Linked DNA regions of Mus musculus: region 2 is linked to region 1. A link is a contact called in public Hi-C data. All regions are on one chromosome and are shown on one strand. The core of a region is the stretch at or near the end of the contact, and the rest is flanking DNA. Distances in the headings are between cores, read along the strand shown.

Evidence for each region. Hi-C and Micro-C count contacts between places; a contact is called where the count stands out from the background.
Region 2: a Hi-C map of cerebellum shows a contact between it and region 1, with 2.0 times the contacts expected there. The contact joins two enhancer-like sites. A contact is called at or near these places in 3 of 15 datasets of contacts at CTCF or cohesin (embryonic stem cells, large pre-B cells and pro-B cells), 29 of 484 Hi-C or Micro-C datasets (the G1E-ER4 cell line, the HPC-7 cell line, the N1E-115 cell line and 16 more) and 5 of 115 datasets of contacts at active chromatin or transcription factors (embryonic midbrain, embryonic stem cells, fibro-adipogenic progenitors and 1 more).

Annotation. Positions count from the first base shown.
Region 1 is chr4:106,441,160-106,445,390 of GRCm38.p6, forward strand. It overlaps Pcsk9 (proprotein convertase subtilisin/kexin type 9), which reads right to left. Exons shown (of 12, transcript NM_153565.2): 11 at 3,518-3,699; 12 at 1,175-2,399. The coding sequence ends at 2,187. It overlaps Usp24 (ubiquitin specific peptidase 24), which reads left to right. Exons shown (of 68, transcript NM_183225.2): 68 at 1-168. Among named protein-coding and RNA genes, the nearest start is that of Pcsk9, 21 kb to the right of the region's middle. Within about 2 kb of position 2,217, at least 10 of the 459 cell types and tissues checked have an H3K27ac peak or open chromatin away from gene starts, as enhancers often do. A contact at or near this core is called in cerebellum, where this site is marked.
Region 2 is chr4:106,528,194-106,532,424 of GRCm38.p6, forward strand. No RefSeq gene overlaps it. Among named protein-coding and RNA genes, the nearest start is that of Tmem61, 24 kb to the left of the region's middle. Within about 2 kb of position 1,733, at least 97 of the 459 cell types and tissues checked have an H3K27ac peak or open chromatin away from gene starts, as enhancers often do. A contact at or near this core is called in cerebellum, where this site is marked.

The sequences.
Region 1 (4,231 bases), core at 967-3,466:
AACAAGCAGACTGGAATTTTCCTCTGCTACCTCTTGTGTACAGAATCTTGTTTATAAATTTCAAAAGGAAGTAGCTAAACTAGGGAAGACTCTGGATTCTAAATTTGGTTCATGTGTGGTGGAGTTCTTAGCTTCTAAGAGTATAAAATAAATTTTTCAAAAATGTAGAATTGGAGTCTCACAGACTTTTTCTCCAGATGTTAGTCTGGGTCTGTGGGGGACACTGGGGAGCAGCATAGACACACCTGGTCCCTTCCTGGTGAACTTGCACTGACAGTGGGCGGGGGTCACAGTGTGGTCGGGCTGTGTGGCCTCCCAGCCTTCTCTGATCTAGGATCTCTGTCTGTGTACCATGTGGTCAGGGCCAGCGATCTTGGGCTCAGGGCCTGTAGACTCAGCTTTCAGAAACTAAGTGTCTTGCATTGGTCAGTCATTTCTGGTAGCCTGCATTGTCCACATGGGTCCCACCCCCTTTACTGCATCTTCCCCCTCCCTGTAGGGCAAACCCTTCCTGCGCAGTCTAGGTGAATACCTGCCTACATCTGCAGGAGCCAACTGTCCACATACGGCATCAGACCAACCAGTTGATGGTCACTGCTGTGGAGGGAACAGGCAGAGGACGCTGAAGGCACAGGTGCCAGTGGCTCTGATGCCAGCCACTGTTGTGACATTTGAGCCGTTAGCATCTGTCAGCTACAGTGCTTTCCACGCATGACACTGATGTGCAGAAAACCATTTGGAGACTTGGCAGATCCATTGTGTAGACTGTATAGAGGGAGACCATGCTTAAGACAGTGACCCCAAGGGGTCCACACTGCATGACTGGGATATTTGCACATTGCACTCTGGGAAGAAATCTGAGAGCATACTTCATTTCAAATCAGGGGCAACTATAGACTGCTTGCAGAAACACCACAGAATCATGAGTGAAAGAGTCCATAAATACTGTTGAGACCCCACCAGAAGGATGGCAGAAGTGTTGGGAGCTAGGAGTGCTGGTAGGCCCTACAACAAGTCTATAATGCTGGAGGAAGCGGGCACAGGACAAAGTACTCTGAATCATCAGGAGGCTACAGGAACACAGTTGCTGCATTCCTAGAATGGGCCCACTGCAGGCCTGGGCACCCCACCATTTGGCAGATAGTTGCACCTGGTAAGCAGGCAGCCTCTGAGTCGGATGCAGTCAGTCACATCAGCTGCTTTTATTCTGAAAAGTCACTACATAATAAAAACTACAAAACCCTGCATAAATATCAAGTTACAAAAGCAACACAGGTGGAGGAAGCTTACTATAAAAAGACAGAAGAGCTCAAAAGGATAGAGGTGTGCTGGTCAGCTGGTGTGGCCTTGGTACAGTCGCCCTCTGTCACTCCAGTCTCCACCTGATCTGTGGGACTGGGGCTAAGGGAGTATAGGTCCAGGAGCAAGCCATAGCCTGTCCTCTCGCTGCCCAGCCTGGCATTATTCAGGGCCAGCCACTCTGAATTTATGTCCTGACATCACTGGCTGTGTGACATCGCCTCTCTGGTCCTGTCTCTTCCTTCATAAAATGAGGCCAGTCAGTGCACATGGTAGTGGATGGGGTAAGGTGCGGTAAGTCCTGTATGGTTCTCCAGTACAAACTGAGAGTCAGATGAGGGCTCATAGCACATTATCCTGAGCAGGGCCAAAGCCCTGCAGCAGATGAGGACATCTGGAAGATATAGGTATGGCCTTACAGCTGGATCCACCCCTGGAGGTGTGCAGAACTGATCTGCATTTAATCAGGGAGCCCAAAATGGTGTCTGCAATGTGAGCTGGCTGTGAGTTGACTGTCCTTGTGGCTTTCAGACTCAATTTTCCAGTCTGGTACTTGGTCTTTGAACCTCCAAGGATCTCTGTCCATTATGATCTTCCTGAAAGACAAATACACCCTAAGGCCTGAGAACTGAGGCCTTGCAGCGAGCATCCTCAGGTTCTGGTACACTGGAGCAGCTGGCCAGAGCCAGCTACAGCTTAATGTCTGATGGCAGAAAGCCAAGCACAGGCCCCCTGACCGTGAAGGAGGTGCTTCCATACACCAGGAATGGGTACCCAGGGTGAGACACCAAGTTCTCCCACGCAGAATCTCCCCACCTTTGGCTACAAGAGAGCCATGCAGGCATATCTCTGCACCCAGCCTCAAGCACCATCCCTGCCTGAGGCTGTCACTGAACCCAGGAGGCCTTTGCTGAAGGCCGGCTCCGGCAGCAGATGGCAGCAGCTACTGTGGCTTCTCCACTGGTCCTGTCTGCTCTGGCAGTGTCATGGACTCTTGCCACACACAGGTTGTCCACGCTGTAGGCTCCCAGAGTGAGGGATGCCCCAGGGAGCACATTGCATCCAGTCAGGGTCCATCCTGCTTCGCAGGCCACAGTGACCTGCCAGAGTCCAGAGAAGGACAGTGAGGAAGACGGCCTATGTCTGAGACTTGTGGCTGTCTAAGCCAGCTCCACGCCTCTCAGACCCAAGCAGGGGTGCACCCAACAGTAACCCAGGGCAGACATTTAACTCAGCCACCTTCACATCCCCAAAGTCGGTGCCTCCCCAGCCATCCATCCTACTTAGTGGTAGTTCAGAGGCTCAACAGAAACCCTGAACCCATTCTTCCCCATCACCTACATGCATCTCTGGTTACAGAATCTCTCCCTACCTCCCACTCCATCCTAGGCCCTCACCCCCTGGACCTGGAGCAGTGCAGGGGCCTGGATGATCCTATCACCCCTCTTGGCCTTAGCTGTTTCCTCTGCCAGAAACATTGTTCCTAGTGGTGGCCCCATGGCTTGTCATCCTAAGCTTGTGTAATGGTGTCTCAACCCACCCCTCTGCCTGCTCCATTTTCCTCCACGTTAGCCTCTTGGCACTCTGGAACTTGCTTTGCTTACTGTCTTCTCCCACCAGAATGGACACTCGTGGTGGGCCAAGCAGGCACCTCCGCCCAGCCAGGAGCCAGCCTCTCTGGGTGCCTGTGCTCACTGATACAGTGGAGCTGAGATTCCCCTTGGCAGAGCAGCGTCTAGCCTCACACTGGCCGCCCCCAGAGCTTTATAGAGGAGGGATACTCCTGCCTCAAGCTCTGAAAGGCCAGCCACTGGCCTCAGACTCTTCCCAGGACTCTTCCTTCCCCTCAGCCTTCACTTGTTCAGCATCTGGAACACTGTGTCCAGACTTTGCAGAGCCTCGGCAGCCTCCCGACAGGTTTGTTTGGTAAATAACCAATCAGAAAGTGCTCAGGCACACACGGGCTTTCTTTCCCCGCTTGCCACCATCACACCTGCTCTCAAAGAGCAGCAGGGGTGGACAGCAAGCCTTGTTTAACTGGACCAGAGTGAAACCAGGCCTGCCTGCCTGCCATACACAAATGCACACATGCTGTGCCTACAACAGGAAAAGCTGCCTAACTCATCCTGCTACCCTGACACATGGACCCCCTCAACACAGGGCAGCACACACACACACACACAAGACCAACGTACCCAACCACCCCCAACTCCTTCACCTGCTCTGAAGGACCTGAGATCCCATGCTCCTTGATTTTGCATTCCAGCCCTGGGGCATGGCAGCAGGAAGCATAGACACTGGCCGCCTGGTGGCCAACGCACTGGCCAGGCTGACGTCTGGACCTCAGCGCAGGCTGCCTCCGGACACTAAGGTCTTCCACTTCCCAATGGAAGCTGCAGCCTAGAACAGAGAACATGCAGCTCAGACTCTGTAATTTTGTGGACTTCTTGTCTTTCTGGTCCCAACTAACGCTCTTTCTTTTAAGTCTGAAGCTTGGGAAAGAGAGACAGCTCCGAGTAGAAATGGTGCTGGCGTCAGGATCCCTGGATCCTCACCTCTGCCACTGACCGTCTGGGGGGCTGTGGGAGAGCCATGCAACCTCTTGGAAACTGACTTTCTTAAGAAATACACCGTCTCTCCAGCCAGAGAAGGGGGTTGAGGGCATGGTACAGGGCTCCTCAGCCTGAGGTACTCAGAGCCTCTTTGAGTCCCTTCCCCGTCCTACCACCAAAAGTTATGATTTGAGCCAGGTCTGCATGGGACCTGGGACTCTAGTCTTGGAAGTAAGGGACACACCACTAGCTACAGAACCATGCACAGTGGTCACGAGGCTCTGCTAAGCCTTAGGTGCCCTTCTGTAGCATTGAGAGTGTGAGAGCACCCATAGAGATGCTATGAAGATGATCGAGGCCGTGTGTGTCATCCTAGCAGA
Region 2 (4,231 bases), core at 483-2,982, 87 kb after region 1:
GAATGAAAATTCCAGACGGGTTAGGGATGTAGCTCAGTGGCAGTGCATTTATCCATCCAGTACTCATGAGTGAAATCCTGCATCTCATCTCTGCATCCAAAATCAAAATATAAAACACCAAGCCCACAAACAGAAAATAAGTGGGCACCCCCTTGTGGTGAGATCTGCCATCAGGGAAAGCACAAGGCTTCAGTGGTGACCGCATAAGTTATGTTCCAGGGCCAGGGCACAGACTGCCAGGCCAATCTCAGCCACCCGTCCTGCAGCCCAGGGCCTTCAGGGATGGCCATCAGTGGCCCAGGGTAACAGCATCTGAGATGATCAGGCGCAATAGTCCAGTGGACCATTTGGTGGCCCCTGCTACTGCCTGCCTCTCAGGTCCCAGAACAGCATGCCCAGTCAGAATGGCCGGGAGTAGGTGTTAGTCACAAAATCTGTGAGAGAAAAACCACAATTATGAGCCAAACTCGAAGCAAGCTTTAATTAAATACTGGCCAGAAAGATGGATTCTGGTCAGGTCCACCCACGGATTCCCAGGGAATAGTCACGAGTCACATTTTGCAGAAGCTTAAAAAGGCAAAAATTCACTGCAATTCCCACTAGTTTGGACCAAGGGCAAATATACACCCTGGTATATCTCCTCCCTACATACCCCCTGCCTACACGTGCTCAAGGTCATCTGGGAGAATCGGTTCAAACAAACTTGTTTAGGGGAGTGACAGCATGTGGCTATTGCCCAAGAACTACAGCTTCCAGCATTCCAGGAAATTATCTTGTCCTTGGGACAAGTAGGGCTTACAGGTTAACTTCGGCTCTTACATTGATAGCACTTCCTTGCTTCACAGGTGACACTGGAGCTCAGGAATGGGGGGCAGGGTCTTCTCTGCCACCTCTGAAGTACCTAAGTCTGTGACTGCCCTCACATCGCTTAGGCCTGAGTAGCTCAGACAGGATTTACTGCTGCAGAGCATGCTGGGAATGCTGCTCTCTGTCCTGCTCTGATTCTCCTTGAGCATCTCCAGGTAAGGCCAGGCCCACCGGAGTAAAGACCAACTCGTTTCACCACGTACACCCTGGCAAAACATCACTACTTGATCTCCTCCAGGTGTCCCTGATCTACTGGCTGAGATTATTGCTAGTAATATGTTTGCCTTTGGGTTCCACGGCCTTGGCCCAGGCCACATAAGGTTGAATGAACTTCTACCTTCCTGAGGTCCCTGTCTGGGGGTCAGAACGCTTCAGCTGCCTGACCCCTTCCTTACCCAGGGAGCACCCACGTCACCAGACCTCAGTCTGGTGCTTCTCACCCAGACACAGCACAACCACCCCCTAATTGGCACCTGACTCCAGCTCCCTGCTCACCCATCCTCCACTTCCCACCCCACCCCACCCCCGGAAGTGACTTCAGACTCAGCCCACCCTCCTTCTGTGTCATCTTCCTAGCCGCTGCTAACACTGGGGGTCCCTCCGTATGTCCTACTGTCTAACCCTGGTCCCTGGCGCAGTTGACTTTTCAAACTGGGAGAGTGATCTTTGTCCATCTGGGTCCCACTGAAGCTTGGTTAGAGATAAGCATGCAGATGGAATGGATGAAAGCGGGGATAGGAGCCAGATGCCAACTGCAGGGCTGGACAGGCAGGGCCAGAGGCAGCTAAGGAAGTGTGTGCGTGCGTGTGTCCCCTGTGGCACTCTACTCAGGCTGAACTGCACTTCCTAGCTTATCAGGAGAGCGCGGAGTCTAACTGGAATTCTCTGGTCAGCTTCCGCCCTCTGGCGGGCAGGGAGAGCAACCCAGCTCCTCACTTCCACTTGTTGTCTGTGCTGCCACCTGGTGGCCTCTCGGTGACAGCTTTTACTTTTCACCCCTGGGCTCGAGGGTTTGAAAAATTTGGAGTCAAACGAACCTTAGTGGACCGAATCCTAGTAATCTTCCCATTGTACTTATAAAACATATATCCAAGAGATAAACAGCAAGGGCCACTGGTATACACCCACTAAGCTTCAGTCGCCATCAGAGCATCACTTCCAGTGGCCTATGACTCCCTCCTGGGGGCAGGTGTACGATTTGGAAACACTGCTTAATAACCCCGTCCCATTCTTGCCCGTATAGGGCAGCCAATTAAGTAAGTTCTCACAGCATCTGCTTTGCGCTCCAGCACTGCGCTGACAGCATCCACACTGTATGAAACAGAACCGGCCCTCACTCTCACACAGCATACAGGTTCCGGCCTGAGACAGACCTTATCAAACAGTCCTGAAAACTGAGTGTGGTGGTGCTCGCCAGCAATCTCCACACTTGGGAGTACATCTGACAGCAATGAGGAACCAGGAAGGTGCAGCAGGTACCAGTTTGACACCGGAGCCTTTGTTTCAAAAGAATTCCCAGTGCTACCTGGAGAATGAGTCAGAGTAGGTACAAGTGACTTCAAGGTTACTATGGGACCCAGGAAGTTGACGAAGAAAGTGGTCAGAAAGAAGTCACTCACATCACATCAAATACACTCAGGAGTCAATACACATAGAGAAAGCAAGAAGACATGATGGTGGCATATCTTAGATGTCCATCTTATCTAGGTCATGGGCAGTGGTCACTTCCTGAAATGACGTCTTATGTTTGGTGGGTATTGGGGTCTAGCCCAAACCTCTGTGAACCTCCATTTGATAAACTGTCACAAAGGGAACTGGCAGGCTCTGCTGGGCAGGTTTGGCACCTGGGCTCCATTCCCACAATCACAGAGGGTAGCAGGAAGGGGGCTTATTGAGATAGGTCTCATGGAATCAGGCTGTTTCCTGTGGCAGAAGGCATTCACAACCTAGGGACATTTCACACTGGAACACCTGAGAAAGAGTGCAGAGGTCAGGTCTGCAGCAGCAAGACACAAGGCCTCAGGGCTCAATTCTGCTAGAACTAACGGAACCAGGAAACTGCCTCTATATCTGTTCCCCATAGAAGAGATGAACAGACAGATACTTTAATCTGGGCCTCTGAGAAACAGGAAGACAACCCAGTGGCCCTTCTTTGACTTCTGGTCCACAGGCCTGGGAAGTAACAAATTCATCCAACTTTAACCTCTTAGAAATGTCTAGAAAGGTAGGTTGTGAACAGGGCATTCAGGCGGAGTGCTTTGGAGAGAGGAAGTAGCCGCTGTGTTCTTTGCTTCAAGGGCCTCAAGGCAGGAAAACACAGCAGTCCCCTGTGATGGCTATTTTGATTTTCCTGATATCAGCTCTGGAAGTTGACCTTGATCCAAAAATACTTCAGGGAAAATGCTCTAGGAATTGTCAGCATCTTAAAAATGTTCACTGAAGTATGTTGTTATGATTTTCTCTTTTATCACTTGTTATTGTTTTTAGTGTCTCACTGTGCCTGATTCTTAAATTAAGCTTTATCATAGGTATATATTTGGAGCAAAGAGCATTATATGTATGTATGTATGCATGTATGTATATACATATACATATATATACATACATAACACACATAACACATATCTACATCTACATCTACATCTACATCTACATCTACATCTACATATACATATACATATACATATACATATACATATACATATACACACATGTATTTGTTAGCATTTCCTCTAGGAATGGTTCACATATAAAAGGACCCTTCTTATTTCTTCTTCTTCTTCTTCTTCTTCTTCTTCTTCTTCTTCTTCTTCTTCTTCTTCTTCTTCTTCTTCTTCTTCTTCTTCTTCTTCTTCCTCCTTCTCCTCATCCTCTTCTCCCTCTCCCTCTCTCTCTCCTTCTCCCTGTTCCTGCCAGCCTCTTCTCTTTTTTTCTCTCTCCTCTCTTTTTGTCCTTCTCTGTCCCCTTTCTTTCTGTACATCTACTCCCTTTGCCCTTCCCCAGACCCTCCTTTCCATGTCCCAAATAAATTTCATTTTATACTAGAGCTGTCCTATGGCTGATATGGGGTGGGGGAGGGTGCCTCAGCATGGGCCTGCTAAGGCACCCCCTCTAGCCACATCATGCCATCACATTACAAAACATATCACACACACACACACACACACAGCACTCTCAGTCTTCATTACCCACTTGGATTCCTAGACTATATCTGCATGGACCATTGGGGGACCCTATATTTCAGTGGTTCTCAACTTTCCTAATGCAGATCCTCATGTCATGGTCACCCCCAACCATAAAATTATTTTCGTTTCTCCTTCATAATTGTAATTTTGTAACTGATGCACAGAATATCCGATATGGG